Linked DNA regions of Sus scrofa: region 1 is linked to region 2. The links are chromatin contacts, called in public HiChIP or PLAC-seq maps. All regions are on one chromosome and are shown on one strand. Each heading gives the region's core, a stretch centred on a gene start, on an enhancer-like site or on the middle of the called end of the contact. The rest is flanking DNA. Distances are from core to core; before and after follow the strand shown.

Region 1 (5,941 bases), core at 2,717-5,216, 200 kb after region 2:
ACATGTGGGTGCATGTGTCTTTTTCCAAGAAAGTTTTGTCTGGATATATGCCCTAGAGTGGGATTCCTGGGTCATGTGGTAGTTCTATATTTAGTTTTCTGAGGTACCTCCATACTGTTCTCCATAGTGTTTGTACCAATTTACATTCCCACCAACAGTGCAGGAGGGTTCCCTTTTCTCTACACCCTCTCCAGTATTTGTTAGTTGTGGACTTATTAATGATGGACATTCTGACTGGTGTGAGGTGGTACCCCATTGTAGTTTTGATTTGCATTTTCTCTAATAATCAGTGATGTTGAACATTTTTTCAGTGCCTGTTGGCCATCTGTACATCTTCTTTGGAGAAATGTCCATTCAGGTCTTTTGCCCATTTTTCCATTGGATTGTTGACTTTTTTGCTGTTGCGTTGTATAAATTGCTTGTATACTGTAGAGATTAAGCCCTGGTCAGTTGCATCATTTGAAACTATTTTCTCCCATTCTGTAAATTGTCTTTTTGTTTGTTTTTAATGGTTTCCTTTGCTGTGCAAAAGCTCGTCAGTTTGATTAGGTCCCATTGGATTATTTTTGCTTTTGTTTCTGCTGTCTTGGGAGACTGACCTAAGAAAACATTTTTAAGGTTGATGTCAGAGAGTGTTTTGCTTATGTTCTCTTCTAGGAGTTTGATGATGTCTTGTCTTATTTATTTTTGTGCATGGTGTGAGGATGTGTTCCAGTTTCATTGATTTATGAGCAGCTGTTTGGTTTTCCCATTTTATATTCTTGCCTCCTTTGTCAAGGATTAATTGACCATTGGTGTCAGGGTTTATTTCTGGGTTCTCTATTCTGTTCCATTGGTCTGTATGTCTGTTTTGGTACCAGTACCACACTGTCTCGATGACTGAGGCTTTGTAATATTGCCTGAAGTCTGGAAGAGTTATGCCTCCTGCTTGGTTTTTGTTCCTCAGAATTGCTCTGGCGATTCCAGGTCTTTTGTGGTTCCATATAAATTTTTGGATTGATTGTTCTAGTTTTCTGAAAAATGTCCTGGGTAATTGATAGGGATTGCATTGAACCTGTAGATTGCTTTGGGTAGTATCACCATTTTTAAAATATTAATTTTTCCAACCCATGAGCATGGAATATCTTTCCATTTCTTTGTATCCTTTTTAATTTCCTTGATTAATGTTTTATAGCTCTCAGCGTATGTCTTTCACCTCCTTGGTCAGGTTTATTCTCAGGTATTTGATTTTTTGGGGTGCAATTTTAAGAGGTATTGTGTTTTTGTATTCCTTTTCTAATATTTCATTGTTAGTATACAGAAATGCAACTGATTTCTGAATGTTAATCTTATATCCTGCTACTTTGCTGAATTTGTTGATCAGTTCAAGTAGTTTTTGGTTTGAGTCCTTAGGGTTTTCTGTGCATACAATGACAATTTTACCTCTTCACTTCCAATTTGGATACCTTTTATTTCTTTTGTTTGTCTGATTATTGTGGCTAGGACTTCCAATACTATTTTGAATAAAAGTGGTGAGAGTAGGCATCCTTGAATTGTTTCAGATTTTAGTGGGAAGGCTTTCAGCTTTTCTCCATTGAGTATTATATTTGCTGTGGGTTTGTCATAAATGGCTTTAATTATGTTAAGGTATGTTCCCTCTATAGCCACTTTTTTAAGAGTTTTTATCATGAATGGATGTTGGGACTTTGTCAGATGCTTTCTTTGCATCTGTTGAGATGATCATGTGGTTTTTGACTTTTGTTAAAGTGGTATATGATATTGTTTGATTTGCATATGTCAAACAATCCTTGTGAACTTGGGACGAATCCACTTGGTCATGGTGTATGATCTTTTTGATACACTGTTGGATTTAGTTGGCTGACATTTTGTTGAGAATTTTTGCACCTATTTTCCTCGAAGATATTGGCCTATAGTTTTCTTTCTTGGTGGTATCCTTGTCTGGTTTTGGGATTAGGTTGATGGTGGCATCATAGAATGTCTTTGGGAATGTTCCTTGCTCAACCTTTTGGAAAAGTTTAAGAAGATGGTTCCCCTTTGTATGTTTGGTAGTATTCACCTGTGAAGCCGTCTGGCCCGGGACTTTATTTGTAGGGAGTGTTTTTATTACGTATTCAATTTCATTTGTAGTAATCGGTCTGTTCAGTTGATCTCTTTCTTCTTGATTCAGTTTTGGCAGGCTGTAAGTCTCTAGAAAGTTGTCCATTTCTTCTAGGTTGTCAAATTTGTTGGCATACAATTGTTCATAGTATTCTCTCATGTTTTTTTTGTATTTCTGCAGTATCCACTGTGATTTCTCCTTTTTTATTTCTTATTTTGTTTATTTGGGTTTTTTCTCTCATCTTCTTGGTGAGTCTGGCCAGAAGTTTGTCAATTTTGTTTACTTTTTCAAAGAACCAGCTCGTAGTTTTATTGATTTCTTCTTTTTTTTAATCTCTATTTTATTGATTCCCTCTTTGATCTTTATGATTTATTTCCTTCTGCTGACTTTAGGTTTTGTTTGTTCTTCTTTTTCTAATTCATTTAGGTGGTGGGTTATGTTGTCGATTTGAGATTTTTCTTCTTTTTTTGTTTTTGTCTTTTTGTCATTTTCTTGGGCTGCTCCTGTGGCATATGGAGGTTCCCAGGCTAGGGGTCCAATCGGAGCTGTAGTTGCCAGCTTATGCCAGAGCCACAGCAATGCAAGATCCGAGTTGTGTCTGCAACCTACACCACAGCTCATGGCAACGCCAGATCTTTAACCCACTGAGCAAGGCCAGGGATCAAACTCGCAACCTCACGGTTCCTAGTCGGATTCATTAACCACTGTGCAACGACAGGAGCTCTGATTTTTTCATCTTTTTTGAGCAAGGCCTGTATTGCTATGAATTTCCCTCTCAGCACTGCTTTTGTGGCATCTCATAGATTTTGAGTCATTCTATCTTCGTTATCATTTGTCTCAAGGTATTTTTTAAATTTTCGTCTTGATTTCCTCATTGACCTATTGGTTTTTTAGTAGCATGTTCTTTAGTCTCCATGTAATAATTTTTTTTCTCATTTCTTTTCCTTTTGTTGATTTCTAGTTTCATGCTGTTGTGGTCAGAGAAGATACTTGAAATAATTTTTATGCTCTTAAATTTGTTGAGTTTAGCTTTGTGCCCCAGTATGTGATCAATCCTTGAGAATGGTCCATGTGCACTTGAGAAGAATGTTTATTTTGATTTTTTTGGATGTAATGTCCTGAAAATGTCAACTAAGTCTAACTTTTCTATTGTTTCATTTAGAGTGTCTGTTGCCTTACTGATGTTCTGTCTAGAGGGTCTGTCCACTGATGGGAGTGGGGTGTGAAAGTCTCCTACTATGATTGTATTCCCATCAATTTCTCCTTTTATGTCTGTTCGTATTTGTTGGAGATATCTGGGTGCTTGTATATTAGGGGCATATATATTGATGATTCTAATGTCCTCTTCTTGAATGGATTCTTTTACCATTAAATAGTGTCCTTCTTTGTCTTTCTTCATGGCCTTCATTTTAAAGTCTGTTTTGTCTGATATGAGTGTTGCAACTCCTGCTTTCCTGTCTTTTCATTGGCGTGAAATATCTTTTCCCATTCCTTCACTTTCAATCTATATGTGTCCTTTGCCGTAAGGCGAGTCTTTTGTAGACAGCAAACTGTAGGCTTTAGCTTTTTTATCCATTGCTGCACAGGCCGCTCCAAGTTTTAGGATCCTGGGAGGTGACAGAGATGGAGCATGTGGGCACTGCCTGGAGCATTCGTCAGTGGCAGCAGCAGGGCCGGTGTGCTCCCAGGGGTGCAGCAACATCAACAGGTGGTGTTCAGTCACATTGCCTTCCTCTGTGGTGCCCTTGAGGTGATTTCGGCCTCAAGTGCTGCCTGTTCTCGGCCCCCTAGTGGTGGCAGGCCACACCCACCTCTGGAGTCAGAGATAATGGCAGTGGTTTGTCCCTGCCAACTGCTGACCACACAAGAAGCACCCTGTCCCACATAGCCCGCACAGGAGGTGCTGCACCAGCTGCTCCTAGTTGCAGGGTCTTGGGAAGGGGCAGTGATCAAGCATCTGAGTGCTGCCCGGAGCATTTGGCAGTGGCAGCTGTAGGGCAGGTGTGTTCCCAGAGGAGTGAGAACAAAAACGGCTGGTGCTTCGTAGCAGTGCCCTCTTTTTTTTTTTTTGGCTGATCCCTGAGGTGCCTGGGGCCTCAGGTGGGTTGGCTTTATTTTTAGAATACTACTGGCCTAGACTTTGAGGTGTTCGATTTCATTACAGGGGAGAACTTCTCTTTCATAAATCTTCACATGTGCTTGTTGTTAGTAACAGCGAGTCAGCAGAATTGCGGACTGGCATCAAGGTCAAACACGCACCTCCTGGGAGAAGAGGCCCTGTCCCTCTGCGCTAAAATCTTTTATTTTTTTCCTTCCTTCCAGACATGAGATCATTTGTAACCCCGTTCACCCAGTAGCCAAACCCCCCGAAAATCCTACAAGGCCCACTCCCCGCTTCCCTTGCCCAGCCCCATGCCCTGTGCCGTGTGTGCTGCTGGAGGAGCCGTTGCTGGACGGGTGTTGTGTGTTTGTGGCATCTGCTGAGGTGCTTCCCGGGGAGAAGCTGGGCGGTGGGAAGGGGCCCAGGCAGGCCCAGTTTTTGACCCTGAGGTTGAGGGTGTTACACCAAACGTGCTGTGTGCTCGCCCGGGACCCATGCTGCGTGCTGGCTGCACCCTGGGGCCTGGCTGTCTCTTCCTTTCTCTGGAAGGACCTGCCAGGCTCTGACTTCAGGAGTTCCAGGGGGTCATTTAATTGTTTTCTTTGGGGTGGGAGGGTGCCGGATGCTGAAACATGTCTCTGGACAAGCAGTCTGGATGTCACTTAGAGAAATAGCAGCCACAGTCAAGACGGTGGCAGAGGCGATAATCAACAGTGTCGCTGGCCGCACGGAGCACTTTCCAGGGACGTTATGCTGCGGCTTCCGTCTGTGATGTAGGTGTTGCCATCATCTCCTTTGTGGGCTGAGGGCACCTGGACGCTGAGCACGCAAACACCGCGTGACTATCACACAGCCTGGGAACATCTGAGGCCCCATCTGGGCCCCATCGTTTAAAAAAAAAAAAAAATATATATATATATATATATGTGTGTGTGTGTGTGTATTTTAAATGACTTGACATTTATAAATACATGTATATAAATATATATTTATATATATTTAAGTATATAAATATATATAAGTTTATAAATACATACATGGAAATACATATGTAAATAAATATATATTTATTTTTTGTATTGTAGGGCCGCATCTGTGGCATGTGGAGATTCCAAGGCTAGGGGTCGAATTGGAGCTACAGCTGCTGGCCCACATCACAGCCACAGCAGCTCGACTGAGTGAGGCCAGGGATTGAACCTGTGTCCTCATGGACACCAGTCAGATTCCAGTTTCCTCTAAGCCACAAGAGGAACGCCAAAAACTTTTTTTTATTTAAAATGCTTTAAAAATCGTATTGAAGTATAGCTGATTTGCGGTGTTGTGTTAATGCCTGCCGTACAGCAGAGCGACTCAGTCACACACACACACACACACACACACGCACCTTCTTTTCCATATTCTTTTCCTACAGCCTTTCCCAGGAGCTGGAATGTAGTTCCCTGTGCTGTACAGGAGGTCCTTGTTTCTTCATCCGGTAGAATATGCTTGGCTTCTGTGAGCCCCGTCGTTGTAATTTCTGAACCCAGGTTAGACAGCTCTTTGGAAAGGAGAAAAAGAAATCACTTCCATAATATTGCTGAGGCTGTGAGACCTACCAAAGCTGTGATGTTAAAAAAATCAGCCCTCCCCTGGCTGTTGCCTCCTGGCTCTCCTAGGCCACCCTGAAGCCAGCTCGGGGCAGACACCAAAGATCACTTAGAAACTTCAAATTCAGTCTTTCTTTAATTAGCGAATGAATAGGC
Region 2 (5,815 bases), core at 1,357-3,856:
CCATGACGGGAACGCAGGGACTGTGTCCTCTTCATGTCCCCAGCACTGAGCAGTGTGGAGTTAGCTTCCTTCCCACCCCCTAAACAAAGAGTCTGAGGCTGGTCCTTGTCACGTGTCCTGGGGGAGACCTCTCATGACCTTGCCGAGGTGGTGGGCAGAGCCAGGCAAGGAGAAAGCAGACAGGGCCCTCCCCCGACCAGCTGCTAGAAGGGAGCCTTCTCCCTGGAGACCACGCAGGGCTTGGAGGCCAGCACTGGGGATTCTGGGATGACTGTGGCTGGGGGAGGAAGGTGGACCCCAGGGATCTGGCTGACAGAGAGCTCTGTTGGTCCAGGAGGGGGTGTCCCCGAGCTGGGACTGTATTAAGAGGACCTGGGAACCTGCTGTCACCACTCTGGCACTGGTCCCCGGGGGTAGGGAACATTCTCCTTGTGTCACCTCCGGAACTGCGGCCATGCAGGCAGGCTGACAACAGCCCTGAACCCCAGTGAGATGACAAAGGAAAACTAACAGTAAGAGTTAAGGGAATCTAGGAGCCAGACAGAAAACATCTGACCCAAACGGCCGCCTGTAACACAAAGCTGCTGGCAGAGGCAGAGGAACAGCGCAGCTAGAGCGCTTAGACTCTGGGAGAAACTGCTGGTAGGGAACAGACTTACTGACGAAATTTACACATGTTGGGAGACAGAGTGTCTTGATGGAAAAAACATTATCTTTTTGCAAATATCTGTAAAAATATATGCTTCTAATTACAAGCATCAGGCTATAGAAGGCAATTGTCAAAGAGTAGCAAAGCGGACCTCCCACACTAATCACAAGAGGGGAGAAGGAATGAAGAGCTACTTGGTAAAACCAATAAAAATAAAGAGGCGAAGAAAAGAAAACAAAGCCTAATAAATAACAGAATGAGATGAAGGAATGAAATCAACTCTATCAGCCATTAAATGAAACGTGGCAGGACTAACTGGGAATGATAACAAACAAGACAAAACTCCTAAAACAAACTGCAAGTGGAGGGATGTATCAGGGTGTGCTAGGCGTGTTCTGGGGGAAAAAGGCCAGTTTGTATTAATATGAGGCGGGGTTGAGTCTAAGAAGCACTAAACTGAACAATCACCAACATCTGCCAAAAAGACGGAGCAGCTGAAACCCCCATGCGCTAAATAAAGACAGTAGCTAAACTCATCAAGCTGGGACTACGAGAAATGAAAGGGGACATTCATCAAAACCCACTCCTGTGGGAACGCTGACGGTCGTCTTCCGAAAGAGAACAGAGCAGAGCCTTCAAGGACTTGGCCAGAGAAAGTCTTAAAAAGCTCTCCACCTCTCAGGTTAATTTACTTCTTGTTAGATTTTTGAATTAGCTGCCTCAGAATTGCCCACAACTTCCTCTTAAAGAACATCCTTAATATGCAGTCCTTAAAAACGACCCTGTAGAATATTTAAGGGCCTGGAAGATAGAATTTGAGTGGAAAAGAAAGAGCTGGGCACAAGTCATCATCAGGCCGCAATCATCACCCCGTCCCGGACTCACACCTTTTGCTTCAAGTGGTCGCGGCCGCCCAGCTGACAGATCAGGATTCGTTAGCGGATCGGAAATTCTGACCTGGCTTAACCTCAAGCAAGTTTCCATGACTGTACCCGACTCTTGTGGCTTTCAGGACCCCCCCGGAGCGGGGAGAGAAGGCATCCCAGCTGGTAACCCCAGTTCTCCGGGATTAAAGGTGAGCTCACCTGCTTTACCTGCTGAACCGACTATCCTTGAGAGACACACTCACTGGGCAGGTGCCAGGCTTAGTGGCCGAACGTCTTGGTTTCCCACTTAATTTTTACCGACAGCCCATCTCTACATAAGGCCCACACCTCAGGATGAGTACATGCAGAAGCAGGGAAGTTTAGTGCTCTGGCTACACTTTCACAGCTGGCACGCGGCTTACGGAGCTGACACAACCCAACCCAGGTCTTCTGACGATAAAACCTGCCATCTTTATAAATATATGTATGTACGTTCACAACTCAGAGCTAAGTGGGCGTAGGGGGTCGGGCGCGGGCGGGGGGGACGACACGGCAGCTCCCGGGCTGGGGACGAACCGAGAAGGGTCGCTGGGGGCGGATCTGGCGGAGACCAACATCTGTCATCTTTTACTACAACACACTTCCTCTCCTATTTTTCCCAGTTCTTGTTTTAGGGCGGCGTCCCGCACCATTCAAGCAGATGCTTCTGTTCTTCCCAGTTAATATTTTACGGAGAAACGCCACGCTAGTCAACGGCAGAGTCCCCGGGTCACCGAGGCTGGGCTGCAAGAGGCCGAGACAGACGGAGACGCAGCTCCCACCCAGGTTTACTGCGCCTCGGCTGCAGGAGCCCCCCACCCCTTCGGAAATGGGAGTTTGGGGCGATGGGCGCTGAGCCGGGCGAAGCACAGGCCAGGTGCCCTGGGCCGCGCGGAGGACTGGGCCTCATGCATCTCTGGCCAGCGGTTTCCGAGGGCGCTCAGGCTTTGCCAGAAAAGGAAGCGGGCCGAGCGGAGGGAACTGGACCGCCCTGTCTGCTCTGATCCCACTTGCGCCTCTGCCAAGGCTGGCCGATCCCAGCTCTCCCAGCTCTCCCAGCTCGGGGAGGCGGATCTTGCAAAGGAAATGGCACTTTCTTCCTGAAGATGGGGGAGGCGGGCCCCACGGAGCTGCTTGGGGACCGAGGGCAGCGCGAGGAGAGGAAAGGCAGCGGGAGAATGTCCACTTCCCGCCCCGAGGGGTCGGCCCGCTGCCCTATTTGGCCCCTTGCCCCAGGTTTTCTGGAGAAGAGGCCGGGACAGCTGCTCTGGCAGTGGGGGAGCGTGTGTGCAGGTGCTGGGGGCCAGTGGGGCCATGGTCCCCACGCTGCCAGGTCTCCCCCCGGATGCCCGGCCATCAGAGCCCTAGGCCCTTTCCTCTCCCAGCAGAACAACAGGCAGGTCTGTGCAAGACGGCCTTCTTCTTCCGATGTTTCCCCAAATTTTATTTTCTGAAATAAGAGATAACACTTGGTGTGGCTCTAGGCAGCTGCTTCCTGGCAGCGTTTCCCCTCTGCCGGGAGGGAGAAGACACGGGGAGAGACCAGCAGGAAGGTAAACAGCTCTCGGCACCGCCCGACCCGCCGAGGAGCGCGAACCCCGGCTGTCTGCCGGCACCCGGGTCTCAGGGACAGCCTGATGCTCGAGTCACACCTCAGGGGTGCGTTTACGTGGTCTGGGGTGTCGCTCACGTGTCACACGGTACAGGTTGTGGAGAAACACAGGGCGTAAACTCCCCGTGCAGACCACTTTAAAGTATCCCACCCAGTGGCACTCATGACATTCCTAGCGTCCTACACCCATCACCACCCTCTGCTGCCAGGATCTCTCATCCCCCCAAGAGCAGACCTCGTACCCATTCGCAGCCACTGCCCATTCTCTCCCCCGGCCCCTGGCAACCACCAGGGGCCTCCACACGCCCTCTGGATTTCCCCATTCTGCACATTTTCAATAAACGGAACCATAAAATATGTGGCCTTTGCGTCAGGCAGGCTTCTTCCACTTCGCATCAGGGATTCATTACTTTCAGGCTGACTTCCACGGCAGGCAGGCAGGCAGGCAGGCAGGCAGGCGTCGTCTTTCACTTGTCCCTCTTCGGCTGGAGGACACGTGGGTTGTTTGTACCTCTGGCTGTCGTGAGTAACACTGTCGTGAACACTTGTGCACGCGTCCTTGTTTCCATTCCTTTGGAGGAGACTTGCTGGACGATAAGTAAGGTCATGGTTACCTCATTTCCAAACGTCAGGATTCGGCAACGCTCCCGGGTGAGCCTAACATCCAGCCAAGCCCAAGAACCCAGCTAGCTAAGATCCAACTACCAGTTTTTATACAAGATAAGCGACCCAATAAATCAGCAAAATCCTGACCCAAGAACAAGAACTAAATTACAAGGGAAATCAGGGCCGACGGGGAGACGCGGGAACAGCCGCTAATGAGAAGGAAGGTCAGAGACAGACGGTCCAGGACACCGGGGTCCCAAGCCCAACGCACAGACACACAAAGTGAAAAGAACTGCATTTGTGAGATAACTGGAAATTCAAACACTGCATGTTTGATGATATTAAGAAATTACTGTGAATTTGTTATAACAATGGCACTGTACTGACGTACTGAAATAGTTTCATATTAAAATGAACATTTTCTCAAACAACATGACTGGGCACAGGTGGGCATTTGCCATTGGCCACGAATGTGTAATTCTGATGGAAGGTAGACGGCTGGCGGTGGGTACATGATAAAAATTTAAACAAGCTGGTGTAGGTACTTTGAAAATCAATACGGAGCTTCCAAAAAATTAAACATGGAACTGCCATACGAGCCGGCAACCCACCTCTGGGTATCGACCCCAAGCAAATGAGCTAGTATTTTGAGGACATCTCGCACCTCCGAGTTCAATGCAGACCCTGCCCGTGACAGCCAAGACCCAGGAGCAGCCCAGGAGCCCGTCCCCAGATGAAGGGACCAAGAAAATGCTAGGTACATGTGCACGCACACACACACACACACTCACACACACAACACACACACAGTACTCATACAACACTCATACTCACACACTCTCAAACACAGAGGAATACTGCTCTGACATAAAAAGAAGAAAACCTCTCCATTTGTGAAAACATGAATGAACCCGTGGACATTATGCAAAGTGAAATGAGCCAGACACAAAAGACAAATATTGGAGCTCCCGTCATGGCGCAGCAGAAATGAATGTGACTAGGAACCATGAGGTTGTAGGTTCGATCCCTGGCCTCGCTCAGTGGGTTAAGGATTCGGCATTGCCGAGAGCTGTGGTGTAGATTGCAGATGTGGCTTGGATCTGGCGTTGCTGTGGCTGCGGTGTAGGCCGGCAGCTGTAGCTCCGATTGGACCCCTAGCCTAGGAACCTCCATATGCTGTGGGTGCGGCCCTGAAAAACAAAAACAAACAAACAAACAAAAGACAAATATTGCATGGCGTCACCTTATACATGGAATTAAAAAGAAAATAAAAGTCAAACTCACGGCAACAAAGAGCACAAAGAAGAGGGGTTACCAGGTGGGGGAGGGGAGGTGGAGATTGATCAAAGGGTACAAACTGAGTTATGAGACAAGAAAGTTCGGGAGCCCGAGGGTCGTCTCCACTCTATAGTAACTACAGTTCAAGACAATATATTGTACACTTGAAATGTGCTAGAGAGGAGAGCTCACGTGTTCTCCCTGCAGCAGAAAAGGCGACTGTGAGGGGATGGGTATGGAATCATCGGGACCTTGGGACTCTCACAGTGTATACAGGCACCAACACAGCCTGTCCTGCACTTCAACACACACGACTTTTATTTGCCAATCAAACTTCAATAAAGCTAGGGGGAGAAACGTAAAAACAAAACAAAACAAATAAAAAGTCATAGCCATTGCAAACAAACATAGATGGCAAATGTAAGCAAACGTCTATTTGTTTAAGAAAACTCATCCCTGCTCACTGCCCTCCTTCCCGAGCTAACCACCCTCCTGGGACTGTGAGGACAGTGGGTGCAGTGAGCACAGCAAGGGCAGTGAGCACAGCAAGAGCAGTGGGCGCAGTGAGCAGAGTGAGTACGGGGAGGACGCTGAGGGCAGCGGGGAGGACGGTGAGGGCAGCGAGCACGTGCAGATTCACTCCCCGTGTGCTTTCAGGGTAATGCAATGAGCTCCCTGAGCAGGGTTCACTGGCGATGCCTGGGGCCTTGTTGCCTTTAAAGACAAGGATTTTCTTCTACATTTTCCTGTTGAGTCCATTCAAAA

What was found. HiChIP or PLAC-seq counts read pairs in DNA pulled down with a chosen protein or histone mark.
Region 1: an H3K27ac HiChIP or PLAC-seq map of skeletal muscle shows a contact between it and region 2, with 2.3 times the contacts expected there. The contact joins two enhancer-like sites. A contact is called at or near these places in 1 of 5 promoter capture datasets (liver), 20 of 47 Hi-C or Micro-C datasets (alveolar macrophages, blood, embryonic fibroblasts and 11 more) and 1 of 2 datasets of contacts at active chromatin or transcription factors (skeletal muscle).

Annotation. Positions count from the first base shown.
Region 1 is chr7:3,289,920-3,295,860 of Sscrofa11.1, forward strand. The region is part of intron 4 of FARS2 (phenylalanine--tRNA ligase, mitochondrial); the gene reads left to right. Among named protein-coding and RNA genes, the nearest start is that of FARS2, 99 kb to the left of the region's middle. Within about 2 kb of position 3,967, at least 4 of the 83 cell types and tissues checked have an H3K27ac peak or open chromatin away from gene starts, as enhancers often do. A contact at or near this core is called in skeletal muscle, where this site is marked.
Region 2 is chr7:3,089,060-3,094,874 of Sscrofa11.1, forward strand. The region is part of intron 2 of LYRM4 (LYR motif-containing protein 4); the gene reads right to left. Among named protein-coding and RNA genes, the nearest start is that of PPP1R3G, 43 kb to the left of the region's middle. Within about 2 kb of position 2,607, at least 23 of the 83 cell types and tissues checked have an H3K27ac peak or open chromatin away from gene starts, as enhancers often do. A contact at or near this core is called in skeletal muscle, where this site is marked.